2 separate regions of the Sus scrofa genome follow, and region 2 is linked to region 1. A link is a contact called in public HiChIP or PLAC-seq data. All regions are on one chromosome and are shown on one strand. The core of a region is the stretch at or near the end of the contact, and the rest is flanking DNA. Distances in the headings are between cores, read along the strand shown. Region 1 overlaps LOC102157601 (a long non-coding RNA gene). Region 2 overlaps PAMR1 (peptidase domain containing associated with muscle regeneration 1).

Region 1 (5,036 bases), core at 1,106-3,605:
CTTTGTGGCAACCTGGGCCTGATCCGATGACCCCAAGATAAAGAAATTTAGAAGCATGTGACTGGAACTGTCCTTTCTCCTAAGATGCACTGCTTTCGACACTGCCTGATTGTAAAAGCACACGCCACGTTGCTTCTATGTAGAAATGATCCAAGTTAATCAGCTGCATTCCCTTTGCAAGGATTTTCCATGCCTCTCCATCTTTTGCTTGTGGTAATGATGAATTTCATCATTTGCTACAGGTTTTCTCTTTTTTCTACTTTCTTTTTGTCTTTCTCTTTCTTTGACCTAATTACTTCTTAATGACACTGCAACCACTACTTTGTAGCACCCGTAACAACAGAAGGGATTAAATCACAGTTCATATCTGAACAGTACAATCAGCAATAATAGGAAAAGGAGTGGGGAGGGAGAGGGAAATTGTCCACCTTTACCTGAAGATCATGCCTGGCTCAGACCCCAGATTCACATCATACTCTGAAGAAGTTCATAAATTCTGGGCTCTGCTCAGCCTGAGGAGGCAGGCAGTAGTATCCCATCCTCAGGGTGAGATGAGCGGTCTGTTGAAGTCACGCCGTTACAGAATACATCCTCCCCTGCTTGCTTTCCCTTCCCAAGCCAGCGTGTAGTTGAACATCGACATGTCCCAGGCCAGGAGGTCAGGTGGTAAAGAGCTTGAATGCTTTGCCTGGCTCTGGAAAACGTTGCGTCGGAGTGAGGTGCTCTGGCTTGCAGGCGGCCATTTGCTGCCTCACCGTTTTTAGCAGGATATCTGGAGATTACAGGCGTTAATTGAAAGTAACTTCTCTGTATTTGGTTTCTCTCCACACATTCAGGCTTCTGGGACCTTTGACCCAGTTGGATGGCTGTATCCTAGTATCAAATATAGCGTTTTCCAAATGGGAAGAACCATGATAGACAAGTAAGACTCCCCTTTGGCTTGGTGAGGGGTGGCAGTGGTGATGAGTGTCGGTGGGGTGACTGTGGGTGGAGATGATGGCAAAGACACCACCGATAACAACAAAAAAAGGGGATTTTCTCAACACTTAAGCCAGTTTCCCACTTGCTAACAGGTGGGTTCTGATCTGTTTTCTCTAAATTCCGTTTTTCCCTAGAAGATTCTGGCCTGTCTGATCAAAAAAGGGCATTCCTTCTGAGACCCTGTCTAGCCCACTTGTGGTTACACTATATTTGTCTGTTAATTTCATCAAAACTAGGTCACCTTTTAAGCCCCTTTCCCCACTCTGGCATGAGGACCAGACATGTGGAAGAAGAATTAGGTCACCTGGGGGTCCACTGTTGCATATGGTTAAGCGGTGTAAAGAAGCCAAGATTTCTAGAAGTGTCTGTCTTTTGCCATTTCCAAGATGGTGAGAAAATCCATCTGGAGTGTTTATGCCCCCCCTTGATAGCCAAGCCATGGGCTTTATTTTCTGTTGCACTGCTGAGGTTAGTCACTGCCCTCAGAAGAGACAATTTCACAATGACTTACTTGCTAATAATCAGTGGAACAGTCTCAGGAGGATGTGCACAACGGCTGTGTTTCTTCAGGCCTGGCACGTTGTCAAATGGCAGGCTTGCAGAACAAATGAGAGGCCTGGCCTGGTTCACAGGGCAGGCAGAGTGATCCAGAGTTCAGGCTTCCCCTGGCCTTTTATCCTCCCAGGCTCCTTCCTCTGCTCCTCCGCCTCTTCCGGTCTCTCCATCTGGAAACCATGAGCCTCATGGATTCCAGGCACAAATTCTCAGATTTCAGATGTTTGGGAAATTTCTTTGCTTGGGTCATTCTTCAAGAGTAAGAGAATTCAATTTGGGAGGAAGAGCAGCTGAGACCCTTCCACTGAAGAGAACATACATAAGGGGTGGATCCATCCCCTCACCCTCTCAGCTCCAAACCCTCACACAATGTCTGATTTCAGAAAAAATATCGCGATTTCCTCATGGGAGGGAACAGAATAGGAAAAACAAAATCTCCACTCATGGCAACTTATTTTTTTCCCTTCTGAGGTAACTGGCGTTAGATAGTTGTAACATAGGATGTAAATGATTTTGTGTGTGGTGTTGGGGAAGAGGCGGGTCTCTGAAGGGTAGACAGACCTAAGAGTGATGGAATGAAGTGAAAAGTAAAATGTAGCCTAAATTGTTCAGGAGAGACTGTTCACATTATAAACCGCTTACCCCCCGTGTTGCATCTCCAGGGCATAGAGCAAGGTGTGGTCTTTTGTCCTTGGAAAATGGAATGAGCTTTCTCCTGATAACTGGGTTTTAGTAGCAGGCAGACTTGGTTCTAGTACTGGCTCTGTCCTTAACTAACTGGACCTACGGGGCTTAGTAGCACGCGTGACACATAGGAGGAACTTAGTGGTAGCTTGTGACTACCGTGTGATGACCATCACTCATCAAAACGGAGTCCTCTTTGGGCTGTTGATCCTCCCCAAGGCTACTTCTTTGCCCTTTCTGCCACACCCATCCAGTTACACTTCCATGTTAATTATAAGTATCTCAAATTATATGTATTTATTTGTTCATGTAGTTATTGTCTGTACCTCTTTGAAGCTTGTATTGTTTGTTCAATGCTGTATTATCAATGCTGATAAAATTGCCTGACACGAAATAGATGTTCAGAAATATTTGTGGACTTGCTAACTGACATCTTGCTGGCATTTGTATCCAGAGTTACTCCAAATATTACATCTTGATGCAGAAACCTGAGAAACACTTTTAGCGACATTTACCCCAGCATGAGCGTCCACGTGGTGCCACCAAAAGGTATCTGCTCTTCCCAGGAGAAGAAGAGAGTTAGGAGTGCCAGCCCTGCTCTGCCACCAATAAGCTGTACAGAGTTTGGCAGGTAGCTTCCCTCTCAAATACTCATAAAATGAGGAGCAAGAGTCAACTAGATGGAAGGGTCTCTCTGCCTCTTCCACTCTTAGATCTTAGCGTAGGAAGAAGTGACAGTGGGAAGGGAAAAATGCTTTCTCTAAGAATCCCAGCTCTTCTTCCTGTGTGTGTGTGTGTGTGTGTGTCCCATGTACGTGCTTGTGTATGAGAGAGAGAGAGAACATGAGAACTGGGGCTGGCCAGGAGAACGAGGCCAGTTATGGAGAGGGACATCTTGCCAAATGCTTTGGACTGCGTATTCCAATTCCCCCTAGACTCACGTATTAAAATCCTAACCCCAGGGTGATGGTATGAGGCAGCAGGGCCTTTGTGGAGCAGTTAGGTCACGAGCATGGATCTCTTCTGTGAGGAAACAGTGAGGAGTCAGCAGTTTGCAACCCCCAAGAGGGCTCTCCCCAGAACCTGACCAGGATCTCAGACTGCCCGCCTCCAGACCTGGGAGATACAGATTCTTGCTGATGGACCATCCAGTGTCTGGTACTTTGTTATGGCAGCCCAGGCACACTGACACCAGATGTGCATAAGCCATGATAGAATATATTGGAGTCAAGTAAATGGAGTGGCGAGGGGGCTAAACAAAGCTGAACAGATTTCTTTCCTTTAGGACTTCTTGGACCTTGTAATATGTTCAGTTGCATTGTGGAACTTCAAGAAGGGGCTACGACATGGTTTTCTGGTGTTCCAGCTAACAATTTTAGGAAACACTGATTTAGGGATGAGTGTGATGGACCCCATTTAACTAGTGAAAAAAAAAACTGAGGCCCAGAGAGATTACATGATTTGCCTGAGGTCCTGTAGCTTTTGGGAAACCTGAGTTCTTATCCATGTTTGGCTACCATCTCCTAGAAAAGAGAGTATGTTTACTGGCCTAAGAGCTCACATTAGAACATTCTAAGAGACACCCCAGGATTCCTTCTTTGATACGAAAAGGAAGCATTGCATAGGCCAGAGTTCTTAGGCTCAGGCCTTCACAAACAGCATTAAGCATAATGCACGCTGCCTTATCAGAGTGTATCTAGAACCAGGCTATGGTTTTCTCTCATTGGTTTCCCTCTTTCTCGTTAGTTCTATGTATCTGTTTGTCTGTCTCCCTGCCTGTCTGCCTGCCTGCCTGCCTATCTCTCCCTCTCCCTCTCCCTCTCCCTCTCCCTCTCCCTCTCCCTCTCCCTCTCTCTCTCTCTCTCTCTCTCTCTCTCTCTCTCTCTCTCTCTCTCTCTCTCTCTATCTAGTTCTCTCTTCCCCTGGTACTCTGAGGTTCTCTCTCTCGGTCTCCCAGTTTGAAGGTGCTCAGTTCGTCTTGTGCATTGACCCATCTCTTTATTCCAGCTTAATGGATACATTTGTTTTCTGGACCAGGCCATTAAAAGGGGCATTTGTGTCTGGCCTCCAACAGCATTAACAGTGGACCATTCTCAAGTGCCTCACCTGGCACTTTAGCTTTGAACCTTCATGTGCACTCATGGGGGTATCAGTGTGGCAGGTAACAGCACAGGGGTGGGAGATGCCAGTGAGTGTGTGTGTACGCACACACGCACACAGGTGCTTAGGCGCATGCACAATGCCAGAGGGAAGTGTGCACACGTCAGGAAGAATAATGACTTGGCACCCCTCCAAACTGCTGCTCTTTAAATGTTAGGTCAGGAGTTCCCATTGTGGCTCAGCAGGTTAAGAACCCAACATAGTGTCCTTGAAGATATGGGTTCCATCCCTGGCCTCTGGGTTAAAGATCCAGTATTGCCATAAGCTGCAGTGTAAGTTGCAGGTACGGCTTGGATCCAGCATTGCTGTGGCTGTGATGTAGGCCAGCAGCTCCAGCTCCAATTTGACCTCTAGCTCAGGAACCTCCATATGCCACAGGTGCTGCCATAAAAAGAAAAAAATGAAAATAAAAAATATAAGGTCAAGGTTTATTTAGAGGATAGGGTGGTGTGCATCTTTCTGTGAGCGTGGTGAGAGGCAGTGGACACTGTGCCCCACTGGCACACCATACTCACACAGACAAAAGTCCTGACCCTCTTTTTAGAAAAGACCGTTTAGCAACCGTCTGTTGTTATTCCAACTTACTCTTTGGAGGTCTCACCCCACCCACTTCCAAATGGCTTTCAGAGTATTTCTTCCAACTCCACACAATTATG
Region 2 (5,036 bases), core at 1,104-3,603, 330 kb before region 1:
GAAACCTACACGAGATTTGAACAGGAAAATAAAGCAACAGCTCTACTCACGCTCTGGAAGCTGGTAAAGCGCATCGGGCACTGTAATGGTTCACCCATGTCACTGATCTGCTAGTTGACTTTGCTGGGGAGGGACAGCGCCCAGGCCCACAGCTCCTCTACCACCTGCTGGAAATCCTCTTCCAGCTTCTCTGAGTGTCCTGGACCGGATGTGTGTGTGGAGGTCACTCAGACCATAGAGGTTGGGGACACCAAGAGACAAACGTGGGTTTCCACTTATCCTTGTGGGTTCCAGTGTATCCTGGAATCTGCCAGCTTCGCACCCAGCTTCCTTTCCCAACTGCTGGCCAGTTGAATTCAGGTCCAACATCAGATGCAAAGGCAACAACCTCAAAGAGACTTTCCCACCACTGCCTACAACTGTAGGTGGTCATTGTAATTCTTTATTTTCTATGACTCTGAGTCTCTGAAAAAACCCTGATATACACCCAGATTTCCAGCTCAGCGGAGATCCTGCATCCTTGGAGTTCTATCCTAAGATGTCAGGGCTGTGTTACAAAGGGAGATGGATGACCTTCCTACAGTGCCAGATGTGGCCAAGGGACAGGCTCGTCTCCGTCGCTCTTGTCCTGGCCTGGAGTCGAAGTGAGTCCCTGCAGCCCATGGCGGCAGCACCAGGGAAGGAAGATCTATGCCGAGGGGCAAGTGGCCATGGAGCCATTAACTAGGCAGCCTCAGTTGGTGTCACCAGGATGGGAGGTAGGGGGCAGATTCAGCTTCTAAGGGGAACAAGGTCATAGCTGATATGACATGAATGTGAACCAAATCTGAGTGATGAGGCAAAGACAGAAAATGACACTAAATAGTAAAGAGAGTGTCAAGAAAGTAGGGAACGTGATGGTTCAGATAAGAGGTCAGGACAGAGTTAGAGAACGGAGAGTATGGGGGAGCTGTCGCTGTGGAGCAACAGGATTGGTGGTGTCTCTGCAGCACCGGGACGCAGGTTCGTTCCCCAGCCCAGCACAGTGGGTTAAAGGATCAGATCTGGCATGGCTGCTGCTGCAGCATAACTTGCAACCATGGCTTGGATCAGATCCCAGACCCAGGAACTCCATAGGCTGCAGGGCAGCCAAAAGAAGAAGAAGAAGAAGAAGAAGAAGAAAAAAAGAATGGAGAGTATGGAAGCTTCTGTTGTGGCTCAGCAAGTTAAGAACCCAACGTTGTCTCTATGAGGATGCAGGTTCGATCCCTGGCCTTGCTCAGTGGGTTAAAGATCCAATACCTGAAAGCTGAGGTGCATGTTCGCAGATGTGCTTGGATTCCGGGTTGCTGTGGCTGTGGCATAGGTGCCAGCTGCGACTCTGATTCAACCCCTAGCCGGGGTACTTCCATATGTCAAAGGTGTGGCTACACAAAGAAAAAATTAAAACAAAAAAAAAAAAGAATGGAGAGTATGAGCAGGGGCACCTGGGTGAGAAGGGGCAGATGTGAAGGCTTTATGGAGCGGTACCCAGCTGGACAGCCCCTGTCCTGCCAGGTATGATAGGCACCCAACTATATGCCAGGTCTTATGCTCATTGCTTTATACAGTGGTTCCCTTAACTACGACAGCTAAAGACAGGTTTTAGCATGCCAACCTGACAAATGGTGAAACTGGGGTAGAGGGGAGGTGACTTGCCCCAAATCATGGAAAATAAGTTGAAAGAGAGGAATCTGAATTTAGATCTTGTTGATCTGACTTCCATGACACCTCTCAAGACACAAACTTCCCAGGCTGAGGCAGAAAGAAAAAACCCTTTGAGCAATCTGATAAATACTTGTCCAATCCAATACTCCAGCTTAACCCATGATGCGTTGGATGTTTGTTACTCGGAAGTTGATAACCAATACACTGCTTTGAGATTAAGCCATGAGGATGCAGGGGTGGGTGAAAAGAGGAGGATGGGACTTGTGGAAAGCCCCAAGAAAGCCTGACAAAGGGAGAAAGTACCAGAAATTCTCTTCTGGCTCAGGGAATTATGTAAAGACACAGAGATGGGGAGGTTGGGAGATGGTTGTGACCTCCTGCCTTGGGGCTAAAGTCCTTGGGGTCAAAGTTCTCTCTGACACATGGAGGGAAGAGTAAATTTCCTATTTGGGTCTTTAGGAGGCAAGGGTCTCCCAGGTGCCTGGTACCAACCCTGGGTTCTCAGCCCTCAAGAGGTACGGAAAAGACTGACCGAGAAGTCCCCACAAGCCCCCAGGGGAGGAAGAGGAGGTCACTGAAAGTCACGCTGGGCAGCCACCATGGGAGGCTGTCACTGTGGCCAGGAGGCTGAGTCACCCAAACTGAGGTCAAAGAGGAGTCCCCCCAAATCTCAGGCTATCAGTGCCGGAGCTGGGGAGCAGTCAAGTCACAGCAGGGAGGACCACTGGGCCACATAGCACAAGTAACAGTAGTTACAGGCTTGAGCACCCAATGTCAGCAAAATGCCCAGGAAGGAGAAAGTCCCACTAAACACATCTAAGACCCAGCAGGGGAGTTCTCGTTGTGGCTCAGTGGTAATGAACCCAACTAGTATCTCTGAGGATTTGGGTTTGATCCCTGGCTTCGCTCAGTGGGCTAAGGATCTGGTGTTGCTGTGGCTGTGGTATAGGCCGGCAGCTATAGGTCCGATTTGACCACTAGCCCGGGAACTTCCACATGCCATGGGTGTGGCTCTAAAAAAAAGAAGAAAAAAAAAAAAGACACTCCCACACAGAAAGAATCAGCAAGAACTCAGGAGTCCTACTGTGTCTCAAGGCTTAAAGTCCTATAAGCCTCCATGGCACCATCTTGGAGAGGAGGAAATGGTGATGAAAGCAGGGGGGAGAGGATGAAAGAGTGAGTCACCCCAAAAGATCACTTAGGGAACTGGATTGGATTCATGTTTTTCGCTCTATTATTCATTGGTAGCCAAGGGTGGGACTCAAGAGGAAAATTACTTAAGTTACAGAGAAAAAGCTACAAGCCAGTGTGAGGAAATAGGTGATTCCCATTTAGAGGCAATGAAAATGTCTCATTCAGTTCTGTATCTATTCTCAGTAAATGGTAAAGGTTTGGGGAGGTTCAAAGCAGAGTTGTGTGCTCAGTCTAGAACATGAGACCAAGAAAGTGCTAGGATCATCAAATCCCTGATACTTCCCTGTTTGTCTTTATCTGACCATCCCCCTGCCCCCCTCTGTGACCCAGCAAACTGCAAGCACTAGCATTGAAAAGATGGCATCAGATCTGCTATATGCATTATTTGGGAATTATAATCTGGGGGTCTTTGTTTCTTTTCTTTTTAGGGCCATACCCACAGCATATGAAAGTTCCCAGGCTAGGGGTCGAATCACAGCTGCACCTGCTGGCCTACACCACAGCCACAGCAATGCCAGATCCGAGCAGTCCCTGTGATCTACACCACAGCTCACAGTAATGCTGGATCCCTAACCTACTGAGCGAGGCCAGGGATCGAACCCACATCCTTATGGACACTGTATTGGCTTCTCAACCTGCTGAGGATTCAACAAGAACTCCTGGGGATCTATTTTAAAGGGCTGCCACCCAGTCATTGGGCCCAACACATGTAGCTCCAAGAGGCTGCATGCAGGAATCAGAGCCATGGCACGCTTGTTCTGTGGGTCCAAAGCCAACCCTTGTTTTATTAAAACGTGTACAGGGGATTGGAGAGGGCAAGGACCACGTCGTGTTGTGGCAGTGACAGTGTGGGCTGACACCAACATCATAGCCAGGCTCTACCTTCTGGGGCTGTCCTACAGGCAGCTCTTGAGAACTCGGTCTGGCTGGAGCCTGGGAAGAGACCTGATGAAGCCAGTCTTGACCAGAGTTGGCCATGGCAGTTGCAGTCACACCGCTGAAGAAGGCATGGAGAAGGCCACTGGGTCCGTTGAACCGGGAGGATTTTTTTCACTGTTCATATCATCTATTTTGAAGACACTGAATTCTTGCAAGTGGCTCTGGTGTCTTCCAAATGGTCCCAGCAGGCAGGGAGGCAGTGGCTTACCAGAAAGTAAGCTCTACGCACCTTCCACTGGTTTTGAAATCAGAAGCCCTGGTGCAGCCAAATTCACGGGCAGAAGCAGACTTCGGGTCCAAACTGCCTGGGGCAACACACACATACGGATAGATGCAAGGAAAAGCCACCCCGTGGGCCTGCGGCTCATTTCATGTTTCTCTCTATCCAGTCTTTAAAAGGCAGCACTTTGGTGAAGGCTGTGTAAAGGCTGTGGGTGCATGTTTTGTCATAGCTCCAGCTGACCAGCCCCACCAGATGCCAGCGGGGCTCAGGGGACGCCCGTCCCGGGAAGGACACAGCCGCGATGCCGCCCGTCTCTGCTGTGCAGATGTTCGAAGGGGCGGTGGGGTCCCAGCTGGCACAGAACATGTTGTCCGTGACACTCACTGGGATGCCGTGGTCCTCGTGCTGCTCCTCACACAGCAGCGAGTCCGCCACCCTGACCACCCCCGAGCGCAGTGTGTCATTCTTGAAGCCGGGGCTCCTTGCGTCTGCCAGGATGTTCCATCCGGCCACGGTGATGCGGGCCTCCTGGAAGGAGGTGCTGAGGTCCCGAGAGGCCGCCAGGCAGATGGGCTGGACGCGGCTGCTGATGCGAGCCTTGTCCAGGAGCTTCAGGACGGCGATGTCGGCATCCAGCAGGATGGGGTCATAGTTGGGATGCAGGATGATGGCAGAAATCTACCAAGGCAAGGAATGGACAGCAACGGTGAGGGGCCCGCTGCACATGATGACAACAGGCAGGCCCTGGGGCTACGTTATCGGGAAGACATGTCTAAGAGATGGCTGCAATTACTCAGAGATACTCCGTTCAAGGGACCATAGAAACCAATCGCTCTCTTTCCAGGGTTGCAAACCAAGAAACGCCTATGTACAGGGGCTGGCAGGGGGTATAAAATAAGCAGAGTGGACAAGGGAGGTTTTGGAGAATGGAAGTGCACACGCCACGCAGAGTGGGCAGTTGCCTCTTTGCTCCAGCTGACTGCTGCCATGCAGA

Evidence for each region. HiChIP or PLAC-seq counts read pairs in DNA pulled down with a chosen protein or histone mark.
Region 2: a contact with region 1 is called in an H3K27ac HiChIP or PLAC-seq map of alveolar macrophages. The contact joins two enhancer-like sites. A contact is called at or near these places in 1 of 47 Hi-C or Micro-C datasets (embryonic fibroblasts) and 1 of 2 datasets of contacts at active chromatin or transcription factors (alveolar macrophages).

Annotation. Positions count from the first base shown.
Region 1 is chr2:25,263,555-25,268,590 of Sscrofa11.1, reverse strand. LOC102157601 (a long non-coding RNA gene) reads left to right here. Exons shown (of 7, transcript XR_001306887.2): 1 at 1-922. Among named protein-coding and RNA genes, the nearest start is that of LDLRAD3, 110 kb to the right of the region's middle. Within about 2 kb of position 2,355, at least 15 of the 83 cell types and tissues checked have an H3K27ac peak or open chromatin away from gene starts, as enhancers often do. A contact at or near this core is called in alveolar macrophages, where this site is marked.
Region 2 is chr2:25,590,213-25,595,248 of Sscrofa11.1, reverse strand. It overlaps PAMR1 (peptidase domain containing associated with muscle regeneration 1), which reads right to left. Exons shown (of 12, transcript NM_001243643.1): 12 at 3,635-4,720. The coding sequence ends at 4,184. Among named protein-coding and RNA genes, the nearest start is that of SLC1A2, 11 kb to the left of the region's middle. Within about 2 kb of position 2,353, at least 1 of the 83 cell types and tissues checked has an H3K27ac peak or open chromatin away from gene starts, as enhancers often do. A contact at or near this core is called in alveolar macrophages, where this site is marked.